Regions from separate parts of the Ovis aries genome. Here region 1 is linked to region 2. A link is a contact called in public Hi-C data. All regions are on one chromosome and are shown on one strand. Each heading gives the region's core, a stretch centred on a gene start, on an enhancer-like site or on the middle of the called end of the contact. The rest is flanking DNA. Distances are from core to core; before and after follow the strand shown.

The links. A called contact is a pair of places that touch in the nucleus more often than the background predicts.
Region 1: a contact with region 2 is called in a Hi-C map of skin fibroblasts, with 1.8 times the contacts expected there. The contact joins the promoter of ASAP1 here to the enhancer-like site in region 2. A contact is called at or near these places in 3 of 16 Hi-C or Micro-C datasets (liver, skin fibroblasts and tail adipose tissue).

Annotation. Positions count from the first base shown.
Region 1 is chr9:23,346,471-23,350,538 of ARS-UI_Ramb_v3.0, reverse strand. It overlaps ASAP1 (ArfGAP with SH3 domain, ankyrin repeat and PH domain 1), which reads right to left and starts at 2,114. Exons shown (of 30, transcript XM_060393356.1): 1 at 1,786-2,114. LOC114116486 (sterile alpha motif domain-containing protein 1-like) reads right to left here and starts at 2,420. Exons shown (of 1, transcript XM_027973492.1): 1 at 1,782-2,420. The coding sequence starts at 2,420. The coding sequence ends at 1,782.
Region 2 is chr9:23,146,769-23,150,645 of ARS-UI_Ramb_v3.0, reverse strand. No RefSeq gene overlaps it. Among named protein-coding and RNA genes, the nearest start is that of TRNAC-ACA, 190 kb to the right of the region's middle. Within about 2 kb of position 1,810, at least 3 of the 54 cell types and tissues checked have an H3K27ac peak or open chromatin away from gene starts, as enhancers often do.

The sequences.
Region 1 (4,068 bases), core at 865-3,364, 200 kb before region 2:
CACGTGGGGGCCTGCAAGACTGTGACTGAGTTGCAAAATCTGGCTCACTGTGGCTGGTGAGGAGTGGGGAGGTGGGAGAGAATTTCCATTTCCTTCACCAAATGGCAAGCTTTCGAAAAAGTCCTTTCTCTCCAACATTATCACATACTAAAAATGAAAAACCAGCCCTTTGGAGCTCTCATAGGGAGAAAAATAGATGGGCTGCCGAGCTCACAAGATACAGAGGGGCTGGAAGTCAAGCCTAGAGAGCATCACAGAGTATATTTTGTGCTAAGATACTGCCCTTTTCTGGACCTGGGAGTTTCTACTTCGTACAAAAGAACAGAATAGAGAAAAGTCATCCCCCATAGAAGAAGCCACCCATTTTATATTTCAAACCCATTTGCTGGGGGAAAAAAATCCATTTGGTGACTGAAACTCCAAATACATTTAGTGACTGAATAGTAGAGGTTATGGAATTTCATCTCTAACTCTTATCTCAAAATAAGCAGTTTGAGGTAACTGCATATCTCAGAAATAGCAGCAATAACATAAGACAAAACAAGAGAAGGCACTAAAAATGATGAAAGTTACAATGCCAAGAAGACATATTTCCAAACTTAATGGCTGACACAGACCAGAAATTGACAGTGTAAGGAGCACTGGTCAGGGAGTCTGAGCCCTGGCCATGTGACTTTCCATAAGTCCCAGTCACCTCTTCTGCTGCAGGAATAATAAGGGGCAGCAACAACTGCTCTCAAACGTCCTGTTTCTCCCCAAACTGTTGAAATTTGACGCTTCCAGAAGATCTGCATCTAAGATCTAACTGTTATAAGGTGAATCTCCAACTGAAATACGGGAAAGCCCTGGGCTGCACTCTGATGGACAGACAAAACTGGCCTCAACACTGAACTATGTTTTACAATCCCGAACATTACTCAGCAATCCGTGCCCGGCTGTCATTCCAGGATCCAATGTGCCAAGACAACCTGACCGAGTCTACGGGGAAGAGTGGGAGAAAGTTCCTGCTCTCTCTGATTAGTGAGGGTAAAGCTGAGGTCACGCTGAGGATGGTCTGAAGTTAGCCCTCCATCCGCCTGCGCTAGTGGAAAAATTAATTATTGAAGGAAACCGCTTTAGGAATGCCCGGGAAGAACACTCGGGATGTATGAAACCGCAGAATACCAGACGCCAGAGAGTTTCTTTCTTTTTTTTTTTTTTTTTTCTTTGAAACTTCACGTCGCTCTCAGAAAATGCAGCAGGTCTCCAAATGGTACAAGGAGAAAAACACAAGCCACTTTCTTGGCTTCCCGGGAACAAACCCCAAGCCCCGAATGGATTTTTAAAATTTTTCTCTTTAGTTTCGTTCGCTGTAAGCCAAGTGGTCTAGGGCCTGCCTGGCAGCGCCGAGTCCCAGCCGGGGGCCGGGGGCCTGAGGCCGGGGGCCGGGCCGCCGGCTCCAGAAACGGCGGGGAACTTTCCTCCGCCGCGCCCGAGACAATGCCGCGGTCGTTCGGGAGGGCGCCCGATCGGCGGGGCCTGGACCCCTCTTCGGGAGGGCGCGCCAAACCCCCCACGGGCGGTCCCACCCTCCCCACCCCCGCGCCTCGGGGGTGCAGACCCTCAGCCCCCCAGACGGCCGAGCCCGGCCCTGCGAAGCCCACGGCCAGCTCCCCAGCGCGAACAGAGCCGGGACCCGCCCGCCGCCCCCGTGCCGGCGCCTCTCCGCGCGGGAGCCGAGCAAGGGAGCTCCGACGAGACCCCCGCGCGGCCCCGCCGAGCCAGCCCGAGCGCCCCGCAACTCACCGGGACCGGGCGGGCCGCTGGGCATTATTCCATCGCGGGTTCGGCAGCGGCTCCCTGGCGGCGGCGCAGACGCCTGCGCCCCGGCTCTCTTCGGCCGGCCGATCGCGGCTGTCGCAGCAGAAAGCAGGAGGCGGCGGCGGCGGCGGCGGGAGCAGCCGGCGGGGCGGGAGGCGCGGGCCGGGGGCTGCCCGAGCGCAGAGAGCCCGCCCGCGGTGGCGGCGACGGCGGCGAGGCGCGGGAGCCGAGCGCGGCGCAGGAAGGGGCGGGCGACCATGTGCCGAGGGGAGGAGGCCGCAGCGACGCGCGCGGCTCGGACGATCCCGCTCGGCGGCGGAGGGCGCGGGCTCCAGGAAATCCAAACACTTCGACAGGAAATCGGAATCCTGACTAAGCATTCCCGGTCCCGGGGCCGCCCCGCGCCGGGGGCTCCCGCCTCGCTTAACCCTTGGCCCGCCGGCACGCAGGAGGGGAGTGGGGGGCCGGCGGGCTCCCCGACATCGCGCGGAGAGCGCGGCGGCTGGACACCCGGCAGCCGACCAGCTGGGTCTCCGACCCCACGACTCCGGCGTGCGAGCTGGGCCGGTCGGGCCTCCTGCCTCTTCGGCCCCACACTCGCGGTGGCCTGCCTCCTCCATGCTCAGATGTAGAAGGGATCGGATTTGTCCCCATAAAACCTTGGCCTTGGGAGGTGCCTTTCTAAGTCCCCCAACACCAGGAAAGGACCTTGGCCTCTCTCCCATCCTACAGAGAATGAACTTGAAATCTCCTGGCCGTTTCCCCTATTTTTCGTAAAATAAATGACTTTACCTGACTGCCACCCTCCCACCCCTTTCACTGCTTCCGCGTTGCTAATTTCCTCATGTCTTTTCCAGTGCCAGGGGGACAGGACCTTTCCAGGTCAGGATAGTATACAAATAGTATGGACAGTCGTAGTATGAACTTTGGACCCTGACCTGGGTTGGAATCCACGCTTTGTCTTTTTTCCAACTGGGTTACCTTGGGTAAGTCACTTTACTTCACTGAGCCTCGGATTGATGAAATGTGAAATGAGGTGGTCATACTGCCCTCATAGGTTTGATTTGGAAACCAAACGTTTAGACCAGGACTGACACATTGTAAATGCTCGAATAAATGATAACCATGATTGTCTTTACTACAACAGACGTCAGAGAGGCGAGGGTTTTAATTGATGGAGTGTGTGCTGTGCATTATCTATACCTACTTAAAAAGCCTCCAAACTTCATTTCCATCCTTATCACCTACTGATTTTTTTTTTCTTTGCAGCATTTCAGCAACTGCTGTCTGCAGAGGAAAAGCTTAGCAGCTATGGCAGAATCCCTTCTGGTGAAATCTGAAACTCCGCAAACGCTACAGAATTTGGTATTTTGCTCTTAACCTGAGACTCAGGACACTGCGGGGGTTTGTTAAAAAGTCTGAAGAGGTATTAGGAAGTTTGAGAAAACCAAAGTAAATCTCCATGCAGTCGGGCCTGGACTAGGTGGGCCAGTGGGAGTGATTCATTGTGGTTTCCCACGGAAATGCCGCATTTGGGGTTTTTCTACCTGGAGGATGCAGCTTGGTGGTTTTGCTGTAAGTGTTTCAAATTCCTTTGAAACCCAGTCTGACTTTGAAGAGGGATCAACATGCCCATGAGTGAAAACCAAACTTGAAATGAGTCTGCCAGGGACTGGAAGTTGGATATCAGCTCCTCAAACCTCGAGTAAGGACCAGACATCAGTTTTAGGCCCATTTTGTCTCTTTTCTGCAACTCCTTTATCAGTGGCCAGAAGCAGTGGGACAAGCTCTTGGTTTGGCCCTGGGAGTCCAGGGTCCTGCCCCCAACCCTTTGCACCTGCTTTTCCTTCTGCCTGGAAGAATCTCTGCTTGACTGTTCGTGGCACTCGGCTCATAGTTCAGAAGTCAAGTCCTCAAAGGGAGCTTTCCCCAACCATTGGATCTACTTGACTTTGACACTCACCTCTCCCACCCCTACCTCTCCTGCACATCACATGCCCTGTTTCATTGCTTTATAGCCCTTGAAAAAGGGCGCGTTAGTCTCAGTCATGTACAACTCTTTGCAACCTCATGTACAACTCTTTGCAACCTCATATACCGTAGCCCACCAGGCTTCTCAGTCCATGGAGTTCTCCAGGTATGAATATTGGAATGGGTAGCCATTCCCTTCTCCAGGGAACCTTCCCAACCCAGGGATCTAACCCGAATCTCCTCCATTGCAGGCAGATTCGTTACCCTCTGAGCCACCAGGAGGCTTTCAAATAGGAA
Region 2 (3,877 bases), core at 561-3,060:
AGTTACCAAGTTTTCAGGTTGTTTGTTACACAGCAATACAGACTGATACAAACATCTTGTAGAAAGCTCTTGCTTTTGTTAATAGTCAAAGACTTTTAAATATGTGCTTTTACCAATGTGTATGCAAGTTAGGAAGGGAAAATACTTAAAGAAAAGTCAGAAACTTGGGTTCTGCCAGCTCTTATGAGTTTCAAAATAGCCCAGGAATTTCTAGAAAGGTCATGACATATATTTAGAAATTTGTCTTCTGGATCCACCAACTCCTCCCCCTCTAGTTTTGGTTTATTCCATATATTCGATTATAAAAAGAATGTAATGAAATAAATAGGCATTTTCATGCTGATAAGAATGTGAATAGACATGATATCTTTTTTTGACATGATATAATTTTTATTAATTACATAAATATTTATTAAAAATACTCTGCAGTCAGGAGGAAGGGTACAGTATATATACAACTTCTGTCCTTAAGCAGCTGACAATTTTTTAGAAGTAACAAACAAAACCTTAATTGTGAAACATATATAAAAATAAAATACTGGAAAGGAATTTGGCATTATGTATCGATGGCTTTAAGTCATTTTTACTCTTTGGTGCAATGATTTCTATTCTGAAAATACAAAATGAATAACCCAAATGAAAATCTTATTCACAAAATATTCTTCTCTCTATGTAAGTATGGGCTTCCCAGGTGGCGCTAGTGATAAAGACCCTACCTGTCAATGCAGGAGATGTAAGAGGCGTTGGTTCAATCTCCGCATCTGAAAGATACCCTGGAGGAGGACATGGCCATCCACTCCAGTATTCTCGCCTGGAGAGTCCCGTGGACAGAGAAGCCTGAGGGGCTATAGCCCAGGGGGTTGTGAATAGTCGGACACGACTGAAGCCACTTAGCACACATATATAAGTATAGGTGAAATGTACTAATTACCAACAGCAATTAGTTATCCTATGTCTACTAGCTGGAGTGCTGCACAACCATGAAACTTATGTTTATGAAGAATTTGTTATAAATCATGTTTATAACAAAGTCATTATGACAAGTACTCAATAAAATACAGAATACAAAAATACATTTGCAGTAACACTGAGCTTAAATAACAAAGTAAAGATTAGGAAAAATACTCTATTTCTAGTGATTTGGACAAATAACGGGAAAGAAGAGAGGAAATTAACATTTTTGATGATGTGTTATGTATTAAATATATATGTATTATGTCCCTTAACATCAAAAGATTACTGTTAATTAAAAAAACAACAACAACAAAAAAAACAGTGGTTGATGATTTGGCAGTGGCGGCCCTTGTTTCCATTCTGAGTTCACTCCTGCTCACCACAGGGGTGAAGGTAGTGGTTGATGGCATCCTTCTTTTGCCAATAGGGCAGGCAGCAATTTTTAAGATTATGGCTGAACTGATCCCACATGGCATCTGAGGCTGGGCCCTAAAAGGCAATATAGTGTAACTCCTGTCTGGCCCTGTTTCTCTGGGACATGCACATTGGGCACACACGGCCTGGAGTTGTGGAGCTGTATGTTAGGGTAGGTAGACCGCAGAGAGACGGGGATGTGTGAGGAGCCCTGGCTTCTCTGTTTGCAGCTGACCCAGCAGTAACTGACACAGGGCACGAGAAGGGCAGAGCACTGTGCTTGGGAAGGTCCCCGCGGTCTGTCAGGATGGAACTGACTCTGGTTTTTTTTTTTTTTTTTTTTAAGAAGTCAGCATCAGAATTTCTCAAGTTACTCAACTCCTCTGGAGGTAGGTTTTAACCAGTTTCAAGAGCTATAAGCCCACAGGAATGCAGAACTCAGTTCAAAACACACTATAAACTGACTCATTTTCACGAGACTATTAAAAAAAAAGTTGAACATATGCTTCATTTTCTTAGGGCTTCCAAAAACAATAGGCAAGTCTTTCAAATGGAGCCATGTGTGTGCGGAAGATCTGTCTGGAATCCAAATCCGTCCCTGATGTAGTTAGCCTAAGGAAAATTCTTTTGTTTCAGTGAACCTGGAGGCAAAGAAAATCACTGGGCTAGAGAAGCAGTCTTTGTCACAAGGTTGGAGAAGTAATGTCGGGCAGAGATGGTTGGGTAAATCAGGTCAGCTTTTCCCCACCTCAGTAACTTGGCCATCTTCCCTTCTAGGTCTTGATTGTACAAAAGGTACAAGTGACTTCACATCCAATGAATCCTGAGTGGCATGGAGGGACAGGGAGATATTGTATGCCAAGAAGCCAAATGGCCGGTTATGTTCAGATTGTAAAGAGATGGTCAGAGCTGGTAGAGTTTTCAGGGATGCTACAGGTAAAGCTCTTTGTTTCTATGGGTGGGACGTTGGAAGCACAGGCAACCAGTGTGACTTACAGAACTGGTTATAGAGTGGGTTTTCAGGCTCAGCTGTGTAAAAGTCTTTGCGACTCCACGGACGATTGCCCCTCAGGATCCTTTGTTCATGGAATTTCCCAAGCAAGAATACTGAGTGGGTTGCCATTTCTTCCTCCAGGGGATCTCCAGGAATCAAACTCGAGTGTCCTGTGTCTCCCACGTTGGCAGGCAGATCTTTACCACTGAGCCATCAGGGAAGCCCACAGCGGAAGGGTAGTGGTCAGAAGCGGCCAAGAGGAGAGGCACAGAAAAGCCCCAGGCGTGACATTCACTGTCCTCTGCCTGCGGACTCCTGGGAGCAGCGCTGACCTTCCCAGTTATGATGTGGCAACATTCGCAGAGTATTCTGAACCAGAGGAGCCCCCCTGAGCCTTGTTCCCAGAGTTCTTATTGGGGTCAAGTGGCCCACAGTGACCTTGGTCACCTACACATGCTTGACAGCCATGTGGCTGACCTCAGTCTCCTTCCTGAGATCAAGTTGGCACCCCATGACCCAAGGACCCCCATCCCAAATTACAGCATCCGCACAGACTAGCAGGCAAGGGCCAAGGCCCCCAGGTAAATAAAGACTTTCAGGTGGGACGTTCCAAGGGCTCAGAGGTGACCCCCCAGGAGCTGGGGCAGGTGATAAACCTTTCTCTGGGCAAGGAGGTCCTTCGCTGTACAAGCTCTAGCTTTATCCCGGTCAAGTTCACAACGTTCATTCACTCATGTGGCCCAGTTTGGGCGAGTCTCTGCTCTTAACAGTCGGGTTTGTCTTCTCCCTTCCTCTGCCTTCTCCTTCCTCTTCCAGGGCTAGAAAACAGAGTCACTCAGGCATCTGCTCTCTTTTGCATTCTACTGGCTTCCTGTAGATCCTTGCATCTGCACCTTTTTTTTCCATCCTCATTGTCAAGGTCACTGTGGGCCCCTTGAGGCAGGACAAACACCCCCTAACTGGCCTCTCCAACTCTCTCCCCCGCCCCGCCCCCGGCAGTCCACCCTCTGGAGTGTTTAGAGGGACCTCTCTAGATATCACCAGTAGAGGCTTATCCTTCGCTTGAAAGCCTTAGGTGATTTCTACCACCCACAGTGTTCAAGCTGTCCTGGCAAACGCAGCGCTACTTGCTTTTCTGGACCCTTGCCCTATCACGTTCTCACCTGTCTTCTGAATAGGATGTTGCTATTCACACCCCTTTCCATCTGGATTATTTTCCTGCCTCTCTCACGCCTCTCCAAGTCCCCCTCCCTCTGCCTCACCGCCCTCCACTCATCAGGCGAGGCCAACCTCCCTGGGCTCAATTAACAAGTCACCTCCCAGGAGAAGCCTTCCTGGTCCTCCCTGGATGCTTCCTCAGTGCTGTAGACAATCCTGCTCTTCTTTTTACCTTGTCCCATGTTTCCAGCCCTTTGCCTGGTGCATAGGAGATGCTCAGGAAATATTTGTTGGCTTAATTCGCAGAGAACAAATAATACAATTTGCAGCATATCTGACTCCATATACTAAAGAGGT